2 separate regions of the Pan troglodytes genome follow, and region 2 is linked to region 1. The links are chromatin contacts, called in public HiChIP or PLAC-seq maps. All regions are on one chromosome and are shown on one strand. The core of a region is the stretch at or near the end of the contact, and the rest is flanking DNA. Distances in the headings are between cores, read along the strand shown.

What was found. HiChIP or PLAC-seq counts read pairs in DNA pulled down with a chosen protein or histone mark.
Region 2: a contact with region 1 is called in an H3K4me3 HiChIP or PLAC-seq map of stem cell-derived excitatory neurons, with 8 times the contacts expected there. The contact joins the promoter of SPACA6 here to the promoter of ETFB in region 1. A contact is called at or near these places in 1 of 7 Hi-C or Micro-C datasets (stem cell-derived neural progenitor cells) and 1 of 1 datasets of contacts at active chromatin or transcription factors (stem cell-derived excitatory neurons).

What each region holds. Positions count from the first base shown.
Region 1 is chr20:54,216,964-54,223,219 of NHGRI_mPanTro3-v2.0_pri, forward strand. ETFB (electron transfer flavoprotein subunit beta) reads right to left here and starts at 4,363. Exons shown (of 6, transcript XM_016936709.2): 1 at 4,181-4,363. The coding sequence starts at 4,237. It overlaps CLDND2 (claudin domain containing 2), which reads right to left. Exons shown (of 4, transcript XM_016936711.4): 3 at 5,798-5,938; 4 at 4,928-5,489. The coding sequence ends at 4,951.
Region 2 is chr20:54,543,762-54,550,460 of NHGRI_mPanTro3-v2.0_pri, forward strand. SPACA6 (sperm acrosome associated 6) reads left to right here and starts at 4,216. Exons shown (of 8, transcript XM_016936735.3): 1 at 4,216-4,494. The coding sequence starts at 4,345.

The DNA.
Region 1 (6,256 bases), core at 3,113-5,612:
ACAGGACAGGGTGTTACTGAGTTGCCAAATACCTATTAAAATGCTAGATACATGCACATACCCAGAAACATGCACACAGCCGGACACACATACACACACACACACACACACACACACACACACATATGAATACACTCTGAGCACAGCACTTATGTTTTGAATAAATGACTAACTAAACATCCATTACTACTTCTCCCAATAAAAACACTTATTGCAGCTGGTCACAGTGGCTCACACCTGTAATCCCAGCACGTTGGGAGGCTGAGGCGGGCGGATTACCTGAGGTCAGGAGGTCTAGACCAGCCTGGCTAACATAGCAAAACCTCGTTTCTACTAAAAATACAAAAATTAGCCAGGCGTGGTGGCTCACACGTGTAATCCCAGCTACTCAGGAGGCTGAGGCAGAGTTGCTTGAACCTGGGAAGTGGAGGTTCCAGTGAGCTGAGATCGTGCACTGCACTCCAGCCTGGGCAACAGAGATAGACTCCGTCTCAAAAAATAAAACAAAACAAACTACTGTGTGCCAGGCACTGTTCCAAGGGCTTATTTAATTTTCATTACAACTCAATAAAGTAGATAGTACCATTATCCCCATTGTACAGAGTAGAAAAATGAGGCTCAGAGTGGTGAAGCAATTTCCTCAAGATCACACAGCAGGAAGTGGACGCAGGTGCTGGGCTTGGAGTCTGAGGTCTGCACTATTCTAGTAGTGCACCCACTGTCTCAGGAAGCAGTGACCACATCAAACTGTCTTCCCCACACCTGGAGCTCAAATTCCAGAAGGGGCGACAGACACCAGAGCAATCAATAAGTAAACAACACTGTGGATTACAAAGTGTCCACACCAGCTTCCCTCTGGGGACAAGCTGGGCTCTCAGAGGGTGCCCCTGCTCCCACCTCTTTCATGGACAATGTGAGTCACTCCCTCCACTCAGTTAGGTTGGCTCCTTGAACTTTCATCTCTAGCAAACATACTTTCCTCTCCCTTCCTAGTTGCTAAGTATAGGGGAAAACACAGCAAAACACAGGGACCTGGGGCCTGTGATTTTAAGGAGGCAAGCAGGGAAGTCCTCCCAGAGAAGGTGATGTTTGAGCAAGGAGGTGAAAGAGGTCAGGGAGTGAGCACGTGATTCTGGGAACAGAGGTGGATCGGACATGGCCCCTCTCTGCAGGGAGCTACCAGCCTGGGGATGATGGAGTAGGGCAGTGGGGAACGTGGGGTAAACAGAGGATCCCAATCCAGTCTGGCGAGGGCTGATGGAAGCAAATCTAGGGACTGCAGAAGCCCCCAGGGATATACCAAGGCAACCTGAGGGTGTAGGGTCAGGGGCTTCCTGGAGGAGGCGATGCCAGGGAGAATCACTAAATTATTATTATTATTTTGAGACTGAGTCTAGCTCTGTCACCCAGGCTGGAGTACAGGGACACAATCCTGGCTCACTGCAACCTCTGCCTCCCAGGTTCAAGCGATTCTCCTGCCTCAGCCTCCCGAGTAGCTGGGACTACAGATACATGCCACCATGCCTGGCTAATTTTTTTTATTTTTAGGAGAGATGGGGTTTCACCATGTTGGTCTGGCTGGTCTCAAACTCCTGACCTCAACTGATCCACTCGCCTCGGCCTCACAAAGTGCAGGGATTAGAGGTGTGAGCCACCGTGCCTGGCCGAGAATCACTAGATTTTGATATAATCCATGAGTTGGAGTTTGGGCAGGACAAAGGACAGAAAGCAGAGGTAGGAGGGTGGTGCTGGAAGAAGGCATGGAACGGGCGAGCCGCGGCCTGGTCTGTCAGGACAGGAGGAGCAGGTCACAGTGGCAGAAGCACAAAGGGTAAGGGAGGGTCCAAGGAGGGAAGTGGACGGCTGAAGCAGACCATGAAGAGGAGGCTGGACCACAAAGCATCCCAAATGCCAGGCAGAGGGGCTGCGACTCTGTCCTGAGGGTGCTGGGGAGCCACAGGCAGGCTGGGAGCAGGGGAGAGCAGGGTGAGCTCTGGGTGCAGAAAGGCCCCTAAGGCTGGGTAGAGGTGGGCTGAGAGGGAGAGACTGGGAGTGAGGGAGGACCAGGGTGAGGGTCCAGGTGAGACAATGACACCAAGAGACAATAGGGCAAGAAGGGCGGGGGGTGGAGAACTGACAGCTTTGGGAGAAGGGAAAGGGGGTGGGACAGTACCCAGGTCTAATCTGGTGTTTAGGAAGCTGTCAGGGTCTGAATCATTTATTTGTTCTGAAAAGGACATCAACAGACACATCCAGTGAGACAGGATGTAATGCAGGGAGCCCTGGGGCACTGCGGGAGGGGAAGGCAGCACCCTCTGGAAAGGACAGTAGCTGATTCAACGCGGCCTTCACGCTTCCCCTCTGTTCTCTCCCTGAGCACACCAGAGACATCCATGTGCCAGGGAGTGATGCTGGGACCAGAGCTGAGTCAAACGTGGGCCTGCACCATGGGGGAGACGGATCCAATCCCAGACATGCCAGGCGGGGAAGGCCAGGGCTGGGATGGAGAGAGGAGGCCCAGGGAGCTGTAGGACTCCAAAGATGTGACAGTAACGAACAGTCAGAGCAGGGAAGAAACCAAGTGTTGGGTCCCAGGACCCCAAGAGGAATATGTCTCAAAAGGGCTACAGGTGACATCCCTGTCATGTGCTGCCAGAGGCATCATTAGGACAGGGGGCATTGAGGGAGATGGGAGAGCAGAGTCTAGAGCCAGACTTGCCCAGGGTTTCGATCGTAACTCTGCCACTTACTGGCTGGGAGATCTGACAGGCCTCAGTTTCCTCATCTATCCAATGGAATTAATAATACAAAGGGTCGGCCAGGCATGGTGGCTCAGGCTTGTAATCCCAGCACTTTGGGGGGCCGAGGCAGGCGGGTGGATCACCTGAGGTCTGGAGTTTGAGACCAGCCTGACCAACATGGTGAAACCCCATCTCTACTAAAAATACAAAAAATTAGCCAGGTGTGGTGGCGCATGCCTGTAATCCCAGCTACCTGGGAGGCTGAGGTAGGAGAATTGCTTGAACTCGGGAGGCGGAGGTTGCAGTGAGCCAAGACTGCGCCATTGCACTCCAGCCTGGGCAAAAAGAGCAAAACTCCGTCTCAAAAAGTAAAAATAAATAATAAATAATACAAAGGGTACTGAAAGGACTGAATGGGTTAATCTCTGCAAAGGACTTGGAACGATGCCTGCCACGTAAGTACCCGCTAAATGCTGGCTGCTATCATCACTGACACTTTCATGCTCAAGTCTGGCTCCTGTACCCTCTTCCCCAGCCCACTCCCTAAGCAGGCAGGGGCAGTATCAGTGTCAACTTTGTGACCCTGGTTTTGCCCACCCTGAGGCCTCCAGGGTGCCAGGCCCTGCGCTAGGTAATGCTGGCGACACGGAGGTTAAGTCCCCAGGCTGATGGGAAGGACAGACATGGACAGACAGTCACCATCTTCAGTCCAGTTCAGGCCAAGCATTGAGAGAAACGGGCCTGAGAGACCGTGTCTGATTCACCTCTGTCCACACCAGCTTCCCTCTGGGGACAACAAGCCAGGCGCTCAGAGAGCACCCTCCCCCCTCTTTCATGGAGAATGTGAGCTACCTCCAGCTCAATCAGGTTGGCTCCTTGAACTTTCATCTCTAGCAAACACACTTCTCTCTCCCTAGCTAGAGCCTCCTGGCTCACCCTGTGGCTATGGAGGGTGGAAAGCAGCTTCTGGGGCCCCACAGGACCCTGTCTGACTCCCTCTATAGCACATTTCGGGTAATATAAGAGTACAATGGTAAGTAATGCAGCCTAGTGGGTGAAAGCAGTCAGAGGAACCCGGATAGAACTCTCGGCTCTGCCCTTCTCTAGCTGGGTGACCTCTCTGTGCCTCAGTTTCTCCGTGCGTTAAACAGGGACCGTGACTTCTTCCAGTGGGTAAGAAATAGAGATAGCAACTCACTCTGAACAGTTATCAAGAGAGTGAATCCAGAACGAGGGAAAAGAGAACATGGCCGTGACCCCGGAGGGATCGGATGTTAGAACTTCACTCTTGGATTTTTGCCCTCAGGTGACTTTGACGTTTGGGGGTTAAAGCGGCAGAGGTCGGGGGTTACGAGAAGACCCCCACCCAGCGTGCGCTCGTGGCCCCGGAAGCACACGGCTGCGGGACTCAGGGATGTGGGAGAGGGGGGCCCGGTCACCTTCACGGCGTAGTCGATGACCCTCTTGACAGCTACGAGCGCGCGCAGCTCCGCCATCTTCCCGCCGCAGCCACTTACAGGGTCAGCCCGCACCCTCAGCGGCTCAGTCCAGAAGCCCCACCACCCCCGCCCCCCGCGCCCCTCTCTGCGCCTGCGCGCAGCGCGGTCAGCCAGTCAACCGCTGCAGAGCCCGCCTCCCCGACAGAGGACCAATCGAGAGGCCGGAGGGAAGGGAGGTGTGGCAAGCAATGCAAACCAATGGGAAGCGGATCTCGGGGAGCGAGCGGGACCTGGAGAGGGAAGGAAAGGCCTGGCGGAGAGGGCAGGGCAGAGAACTAGGGGAAAGGTCGTGCACTGGAGGGAAGCGCGCCCGGAGTTTATAGATCCTCTCGGTCCTATAAACACTTCCCGGTATCCCCGGATCTGCTCTCCCTCTCCAGATCCCCCACTTCTTCCCGGCCTCTCCAAGTTGCGCTACTCGTATTCCCACGCCTCTGAATCCTCGCGCGTCGGTCTCTCCACTCTCTCCATCCCCGTGTTCCCTGTCCCTTCCATATCCGTATCCTCCCCTGTCCGTGTCTCTACTTCACCTCCATGTCGTCCCCACAGCCTCTCCACACCCTCTCCAAAGGCCCACGTCCCCGCCTGGCCCCGCCCCTCCCACATGTCCCTGTTCCCATCCCAATCCATGGAGACTTGTGTCTCCATGTCTGTGTCTCCCTGTCTCCACGTTCCCTATGAGTTCATGTCCTTATGTCTTCCCTGAGCCTCTATGCAACCCCGTGCCTGCGTCCCCACGACCCGCAGAAAAGCACGCGGAGCCGCAGCGCTAAAAAAAAAGCCGTTCCTTTATTCTGCCCCAGGCAGGCTGCAGTCACAGACACACGGGGAATCCACTGATGGCGTCGGTGCTCTGCATGATCATGTCTGCCAGCAGAAAGCAGAAGCCTGGGGGGACGGGGGTGCGGGGCAGGGAGAGGAAGGTGGGCCCTGGGGCGGATGGCCGGGAGGGCCCCGGGGACTGGGGTTTGGGGCTCCAAGGGGGTCTCTGCCGGGTCTGCGGGAGTCGTTAGTGTGTTGGGGAGTCCCCGAGAGGTCCCCGGGGTTTCCTGGGAGGGCAGCTGGGGAGCCTCTGGGGTGAGGGTCTTCTGGGCAGTCTCCTCCACCCTCTTCCCGCTGTCCAGGTTACCCGCGAGAATTGAGAAGGGTAAGGCCAGCCACCCAGAAAAATAGGACCAAGAGAAGAAGACGTTGTTCTTCCACGCATTCTTCACGGTGTAGCCTATCAAGGCGGTCAGCAGCAGCAGTCCTGGGCCCCGCCCAGCCGCAAGATGAGCTAGCTGGGCCTGGTGGGGCTGCACCCAGGCCACGCCCCCTCAGACCCGCCCCCTTCTATCAGACCACGCCTATCGCCTCTCAGCCCGCCTCTGGTCCAGGCCCCTTCCTGCTCCTCCCGCTCTGAACTCTGTCTCGAGCCCCGCCCACCTCTCTCGGCTTCTTCCAGCCCTGCCCCTCGGATCCTGGCCGAGTACCTCAAGCCCCTCCCCTGGTGACCAGGCCCCTCCATCACCCAGGGCCCGCCCCTGCCTGCCCGCCTGGGGCGGTCTGCAGTCTCACCGCCGAGGAAGAGGAAGGCACTCGTGGTCTGGCCCCGCAGCGACTCGCCCTCGTCGCACCGAATCCGCAGTCCCATCACCATGCCCACCACGCCGACACCCACCGCCAGCACCATGCACGCCACAGTCACCGCCAGCGTGGCTGGGGAGAGCGGGCGCATCAGCCCCCGCGGGCGCCGCCCCAGTCACTACGGGTTCGGCCGCAACCGGAAGCTCTCCCGTCTCCTGCCCCCAACCCGGTGTGTGGCCAGGAGCCGAGATCCACCGACCGGGAGTCAGGCGTTTGGATTGAGACTTGGAGGTCACATCAAGACCTGCGGTTACTGCCGCTACCAGGACGGGGAGGGGGTCGGGGACAAGCCCACGAGTCGAGGGGCGGGGTTCGTGGCGGCCTCGGCCGACAAGGGACAGCTGCAACTGAGCCCGGGGTGGAAGGGGTGGGCGTCTCGCCATGGGCCCA
Region 2 (6,699 bases), core at 2,966-5,465, 330 kb after region 1:
TATCGAGATCAAAAATAAAATATTGGATTCTAACCAGCTCTGTCAGGGCTCACAGACGAATGAATGATAAATATTCTGGTTGGCCTATTTTGTGTCATATACCCAGATGCCCAGACTAGGTTTTTTGAGGGGGAGAAGGAGGGGCATTAGTGCTTGGACATTCTTGTCAGAGTCATGTGGAGTGGGTTACTTAAAGGAAAGAGATGATCTATTATCAGAGGTAGGAGGAGATGGCAGCTGATGGAGTTGCAAAAACTATAACTAGTCCTGTCTCCTTGAACCTCGGTGTAACCTTCCCTACCTTTTTCTTAGATGTAAACAGCAGAGCAGCTGAAGGTCCTTCACTCATCAAACAAAAAGAAGGTATGGCCCAAGGTGAAGAGAAAGGCTATAGGGAAACCCTCCCCAAAACATCACACCCATTTTCCCATGCCCTTTGTTCAGAAAATAATTAATTGTGGAAATGAGATCTGTTGCCTCCCCACTTCCCCCGGCCCAGACCCGACAAAAATGGGGACCCTGTCTCTACTTCCTACAAGTCCACCAGGGGCAAGTTACCATTTGGGGTTATTTAATGGTGTAATAGGAGAATCTGCTGCTTTTAGTTCAGGGGTGTCCAATCTTTCAGCTTCCCTGGGCCAAATTGGAAGAATTGTCTTGGGCTGCACATAAAATACATTAACACTAATGATAGCTGATGAGCTTAAAAAAAACTGCCAAAAAAAACCCAAAACCTCAATGTTTTAAGAAAGTTTATGAATGTGTGTTGGGCCACATTCAAAGCCATCCTGGGCCACATGAGGCCCATGGGCTGTGGGTTGGACAAGCTTGATTTAGATCATCTCATGATTTTTAGGCTCTGCCAGTGTGGGGATTATCCCACCTGCAGGGATTATGTGGTGCTCTAGGATTATCTTGGGTTTGGGGTTGATCCCCCCACATGGAAGGATTGTCTGGTGGTGCTATCGGATTATCTTGGTTTTAGGGTTGATCCCTCACATGGAAGGATTCTCTGCTACTTTGATGCTCCTCATGACCTGGTGCCGCCTGTTCTATAGTATCAACGTGTAAGTCCTTGACTCAGACCTAATTCAAGGTAGGTTAAGGTGTCCTCCTGTCTACCAGTTCCTGTTTCAGGAACTTGGGATGACCTTGTGAAGGGTAGGAAGTTTCTATTTTCCTTTGAAGTGCTGTTCCAAGAGGTAATAATAGTGGAACTTGAGTTTCAGCAGTTGATGAGAATGGTGGCCCCTGTGTCTAAGAAGTATGAGAATTACAATATTGGGTAGCAGAGACTGATAAGGATGGTGATATAGGTTGAGCATCCCTTATCCAAAATACTTGAGACAGAAAGTGTTTGAGGTTTGATTTTTTTATTTTGTATTTTGGACTATTTTCATATATATAAAATCAGATATTTGGGGATGAGACCCAAGTCCAAACACAAAATTCATTTGTTTTCATTTCATTTATATATGCCTTCTACACATAGCCTGAAGATAATTTTATACAATATTTTTGTGCATGAAACAAGGTTTTTTGTTTGTTTGTTTTAAGACAGGGTCTCACTCTATCAACCAGGCTGGAGTGCAGCCTCAACTTCCTGGGCTCAAGCAATCCTCCCACCTCAGCCTCCCTAGTAGCTGGGAGAAGCATGCATCACTATGCCCTGCTAAGTTTTAAATTTTTTTACTGTAGAGATGGGAATCCCACTATGTTGCCCAGGCTGGTCTCAAATTCCTGGGCTCAAGTGATCCTCCTGCCTTAGCCTCCCAAACCGCTGGATTACAGGCATAAGCCACTGTGCCCAGCCCCATGAAACAAAGTTTTGACTGCAGTCTATCACATGAGATCAAGTGATGGAATGAAATTTTTCACTTCTGACGTTATGTCGGTGCTCAAAAAGTTTTTGATTTTGGAGCATTTCAGATTCGAGATTTTTGCATTAAGGATGCTCAACCTGTACTTGTGTTCCAATGTCTGATGGGAATGGTGGCCCCCTGTCTCAGGGAGTGAAGGGAATGATGGATCCTGAGTTCTGGATATTTGTAGGAATTGCAGTAGATGAGTCTTATGTGCTGAGAGATTTGGAGCCCCGTATTTCACAGAATGAAGGAACCAGTGGTCCCTGTGACTTGCTAACTGATGAGAACAGAGGCCTTATGTTTCAGAAACTAATGGGAATTATGGTCACTGTTCCTGGGGGCTTAAGCAAGTCCCAGACTAATCCACAAGTCATTTATTATTCACTCATCTCTTCATTCATTCACTTAGCAAACATTTTCCTGAGCCCCTGCTCTGAGCCATGCCTGGGTGGAGTGATATCGAGGACACAGAGATGACTCAGACCCAGACCGTGCCCTCAGTAAATTCCCAAAGACAGACCCAGACGTAGAAAATCACAACACAACAGGATCAGGGCCAGGACAAGGACTGTGATGCGGTGCCTGTCCTGATCTGTCTACAGGGCATCCAGGGTGAATGTAGAATGACAGTAACTCTAGATCGTAAGTGAAAGTGAGGGGTCTGACAAAGGGTCCTTCTTAATCATACATGAATTTGTGTGCATGACAAGTTTAAATGTACCCAGTGTCAATCCTTAGAAATAGCATATTTTCCCAGAGCCAGCCCACCCCAAAGAAGGAGCCAGAGAGGCCTGGGTTTGAATCTCTAGCTCCATCACATACTTTGTGAGCTTGGGCAACTGGCTATTCAGAGCTGCATCCTATTCAGTATTCCATCCTTACGATTGGGATAATAATAGTTTCTAATAATAAGGTTTCTGTGTAATCAATGATATAATGTATAACAAATACTCATCCCAGGAACTGGCTCCAAGTAGTCATTCAATAAAGGGTATCTGTTGTCATTATTATTATCCCATTGTTAGTAATTATCAACAAATTTTAAAGGCTCTAGAAGTAAGCATTTATTGAATATCTGGGTTTAGAGGCTTAAAAGCATTGGACAAAATCACTTTAAAAATCAGCAAATTTGGGCCAGGTGTGGTGGCTCAGCCAAGGTGGGAGGATCACTTGAGGTCAGAAGTTCAAGACCAGTCCAGCAAACGTGGCAAAACCCCATCTCTACAGAATATACAAAAATTAGCCGGGCCTGGTGGCGCAGGCCTGTAGTTCCAACCACGTGGGAGGCTGAGGTGGGAGAATGGCTTGAACCTGGGAGGCAGAGGTTGCAGTGATCTGAGATAATGCCACTGCACTCCAGCCTGGGCAATCCGTCTCAAAAATAAATACATACATACATACATACATACATACATACATACACACATACATACACAAATCTGTAAATATGAATATGCATAAGCATTAGTTTCTTGACATAAAAAACCTCCCAATCTCCCAATTAACTGAATACACTAGGAATAAATAGATGAATACAATGGAATATTATATCACTATTAAAATGAATGAGGAGGTTCTATAAGCCTAGATATGGGAGGATCTTTGGATATCATGTAAAAAAAAAAAAAAACAAGGTGCAGAATAATGTGATCCTATCAGGGGACAGAAAAGAGGAGGGTGGTATATATGTGCATAGATGTATAAAATTCCTCTGGAAAGATACGTAAGAAATTAGTGAATATATGCTGTCCCCAGAGAGGAGAACTGGGTGGCTGGAGGATAGGGAGGGAGGGAGATGCACTGTTGAAAGCCCAGCACCATGCATCCTGAACGTTTTCCCTAAAACGTTTCCCTGAACGTTTTCCCTGGCTCTTAATGTCCACTAAGTTCTCAGATGCCCACAGCATCTCTCTCCTCTACCCTCTTCTTCCTCCTAGTTCCCCATTGAAAGCAACTCCTGCCCCATCCGTTCCTGGGCCAGACTCAGGGAGTTGTAGTTTTCCTACCTGTTTCCCGCCCACAGGTTCCTGTTCTCTGCCCCCAGTGCCCAGCAGTCTCCAGCCATCTCCAGCTCCTCACATTCCTGCCCCACCCCTTCCTCTCTCCCCAGGTCCTAGCCCGCAAACTGCAGGGAGGGGGCCTCCTCCCCAGCCTCCACCCGTCTCTCCCCCTCCACTCCACACAGCCTCAGCGGGGTCTGACATTCAGCTATAACCGTGTCCCCGCCCCTTGCTCACAACCTTCCAGGGCTCCCTGTCACCCTCAGAAGGCTAAGTTCCCAGCCTGGCCTGAAACTCCCTAAGAATCTGACCCCGCCCGCTCGCCCCACCAGCCTCATCTCCTGTGCTCCTTGGCTCCTGGCTTCGGAGGCTCTAGTCAGACTTAAGGGCTTTGTTGTCCTCCCAGCACCTCCTTGGTTTCCTGCCTTGGGCCTTCGCTTCAGCTGTGCCCTCTGCCTGGAAGGGCCTTAGTGGAGGTCATGCCACAACCACGCCTTCTCTCTGCCGTCTCCAGCTGCCAGGATTCCTCCCGCCCTGGGCTCTCACAGCCTCTGGCCTCTCCCTGTGTCATACCCAGATCACCCGGGATTGGGACTGTCTGCGGCTGGCTCTGTCTCTTCCATCAGACTGTGAGCTCCATCTGCAAGGGCAGATTCGGGTCTGATTCACCTTTGAGTCCCCAGTGGGTGGGGGTGGGGGGGTGGAGATACTAAAGCTGGTGGGGGCGAAGCTGGGAGAGCAGGAAGGGGGAGAGAGAGACGGGCAGACCCTGACTGGTTCGGGGAGAGAGAGGAGGAGAAAGCGAGAGAGAGGAAGAACAGAGACACAGAGACGGGAAGGGAGGGAGAGAAACAGAGAAAAGGGAAGAATAAATGGGATACACAGAAGCCCCACAGGCAGAGAAAGAGGATGGAGATAGGGAGAGGGCGACAGGAAGGACAGATGTGCAGAGACAGAAGGGAGGACAGACGGAAAGAGACACAGAGAGGCAGCAAAAGCAACCAAGAATGACAGGAGCAGAGAGGAGGAGGGAAAGAGGGAGAGAGAGAGAGAGAGAGAAAGAGAGAGAAGGGAGGGAGGGAGGGAGGGAGAGAGGGAGAGAGGGAGCGAGAGAGCGAGAGAGCACGCACAGAGAGAGGAGGAGGCGCAGGAGAGAAGAGGGAGGGAGGCCAGCGAGGGACAGGACGGGGCGGAGAGGCGGAGGGGAGCTAGGGAAAGCCGGGGAGGAGCGAGACTGGCCGAGGGAGGAGGGCGGGCGAGGCGGGAGCGCCGGCCGCCGCCGCCTCCCGGCCTCTTTTGTCCCTTCCCTCCTCTGCGTCAGGCTCCCCTGGCCCGGCCTCCCCCTCCCGCTCCCTCCTCCTCCCCGGGGCTGGATGGAATTTTTTCCCCTGGACCTGGGCCAGCTCCGGGGCAGGGGGGAAGCCAGGCCGGACTGGGCTGGGCGGTGGGGAGGGGCCGGGGCGGGGGGCCCCCTGGGGAGGGGGCTGGTCCGACGGCCGCGCCGCCGGCGGGGTCCAGGGAGGGGGAGCCCCGGACCGCAGAGCCGGGGAGGAGGCGACGGCCGGAGGGAGTCGGGGAGAAGGGAAGGAGGATGGCGGGGACGGCGGGAGGAAGGGGAGAGGCCGCCGTGCGGCGAAGGCGGGGAGAGGATGGAGAGCGCTCGGTGGCGGTGGGGCCCGGCCTGCGGGCCCGGGGCGGCGGAGGAGACCCCTTCCCTGCGACGCGGGAGCCGCGGGAGCCGTGAGTCTGCGGAAAGGGAGGGTGGGGGGCTGGGGCCCGGACTCCTGGGTCCCTGAGGGAGGAGCACCCGGGGGCCTGGATTTCAGGGTTCTTGGAGGAGGAGTTGGGGGTGGGGGGGGGGGGGTGGCTGGGAGCCCAGACTCCTGAATCCTTGAAGGAGGGGGCTGGGACCTGGATCCCGGGGTCCAGAATCTGGAGAAGGCTGGGGACACTTCCTGGATTCAAGAGGGAGGACAGAGATGGGGGCTGGGGCTGGTAGGATCGTGGCTGGAAGAGACTAGGGGCGAGCTGCCCGAGCCCTCGGGGGAGGTGGAGGAAGACTGGCTTTGGAGTGCCTGCGGCAGCGGAAGGGTTAACGTCTGGCTGGAGGGGAGGGGGACGGGCAGGGATGGGGCTGCGGGGCTTTGAGGGGTCAAGGGTGAGCCGTGCCAGTGGGAGGGGGCCGAGGAGGAGGGGGAGGTTGTCTGGGCTGCCAGACAGGCCAGGGTCAGCGGCGGGGGCAGGAGATGTCTGGAGGAGGAGAGGCCCAGCATCCATGCTCCCTCGGGGACTCGGGATTCCAGGTCCCAGACCCCTCCTCCCTCAGATCTGGGAGTACACCACCCAGTCCCCCACCCATTCCAAAATCCGAGCCCCCAGCCCCCTTTTTTCCAGGATCCAGGAGTCTGAGCCCCCAGTCTGTTCTCTCAGACCAGGGAATCCACACTCCAGCCCCTAACTCCTTCAAAACCCCAGAGTTCAGAACCTCAGCCCCTCTTCCCAAGGAGCGCGGCCCCCAACCCTCTGTTCCTCTAGAACCCAAGCGTTCAGGCTCCGGCATCTTTCTCCCTTTGAAGCCTGCAGTTCTGGGGATCCCCAGGCCCCTCCTCCTCCGGAACCCAGGAGTCCCCACCTCCTCTTTAGCCCCAGCTGGAGTCCAGCCCTCCAGGGGTTAAGGGGGCGGGACCAGCTAGTTGCCATGGTGCCAGACTGTTTGGGTCTGCTCTCTGACCCTTGGGGGCTCCCCAGGGTCCGCAGAGAGGGGGAGGGGGACCTAGGCCTGGGGGAAGTCCAGAGCCTACCCCTTCCCCAAAGCCGGGCTATGGGCCCAGGGA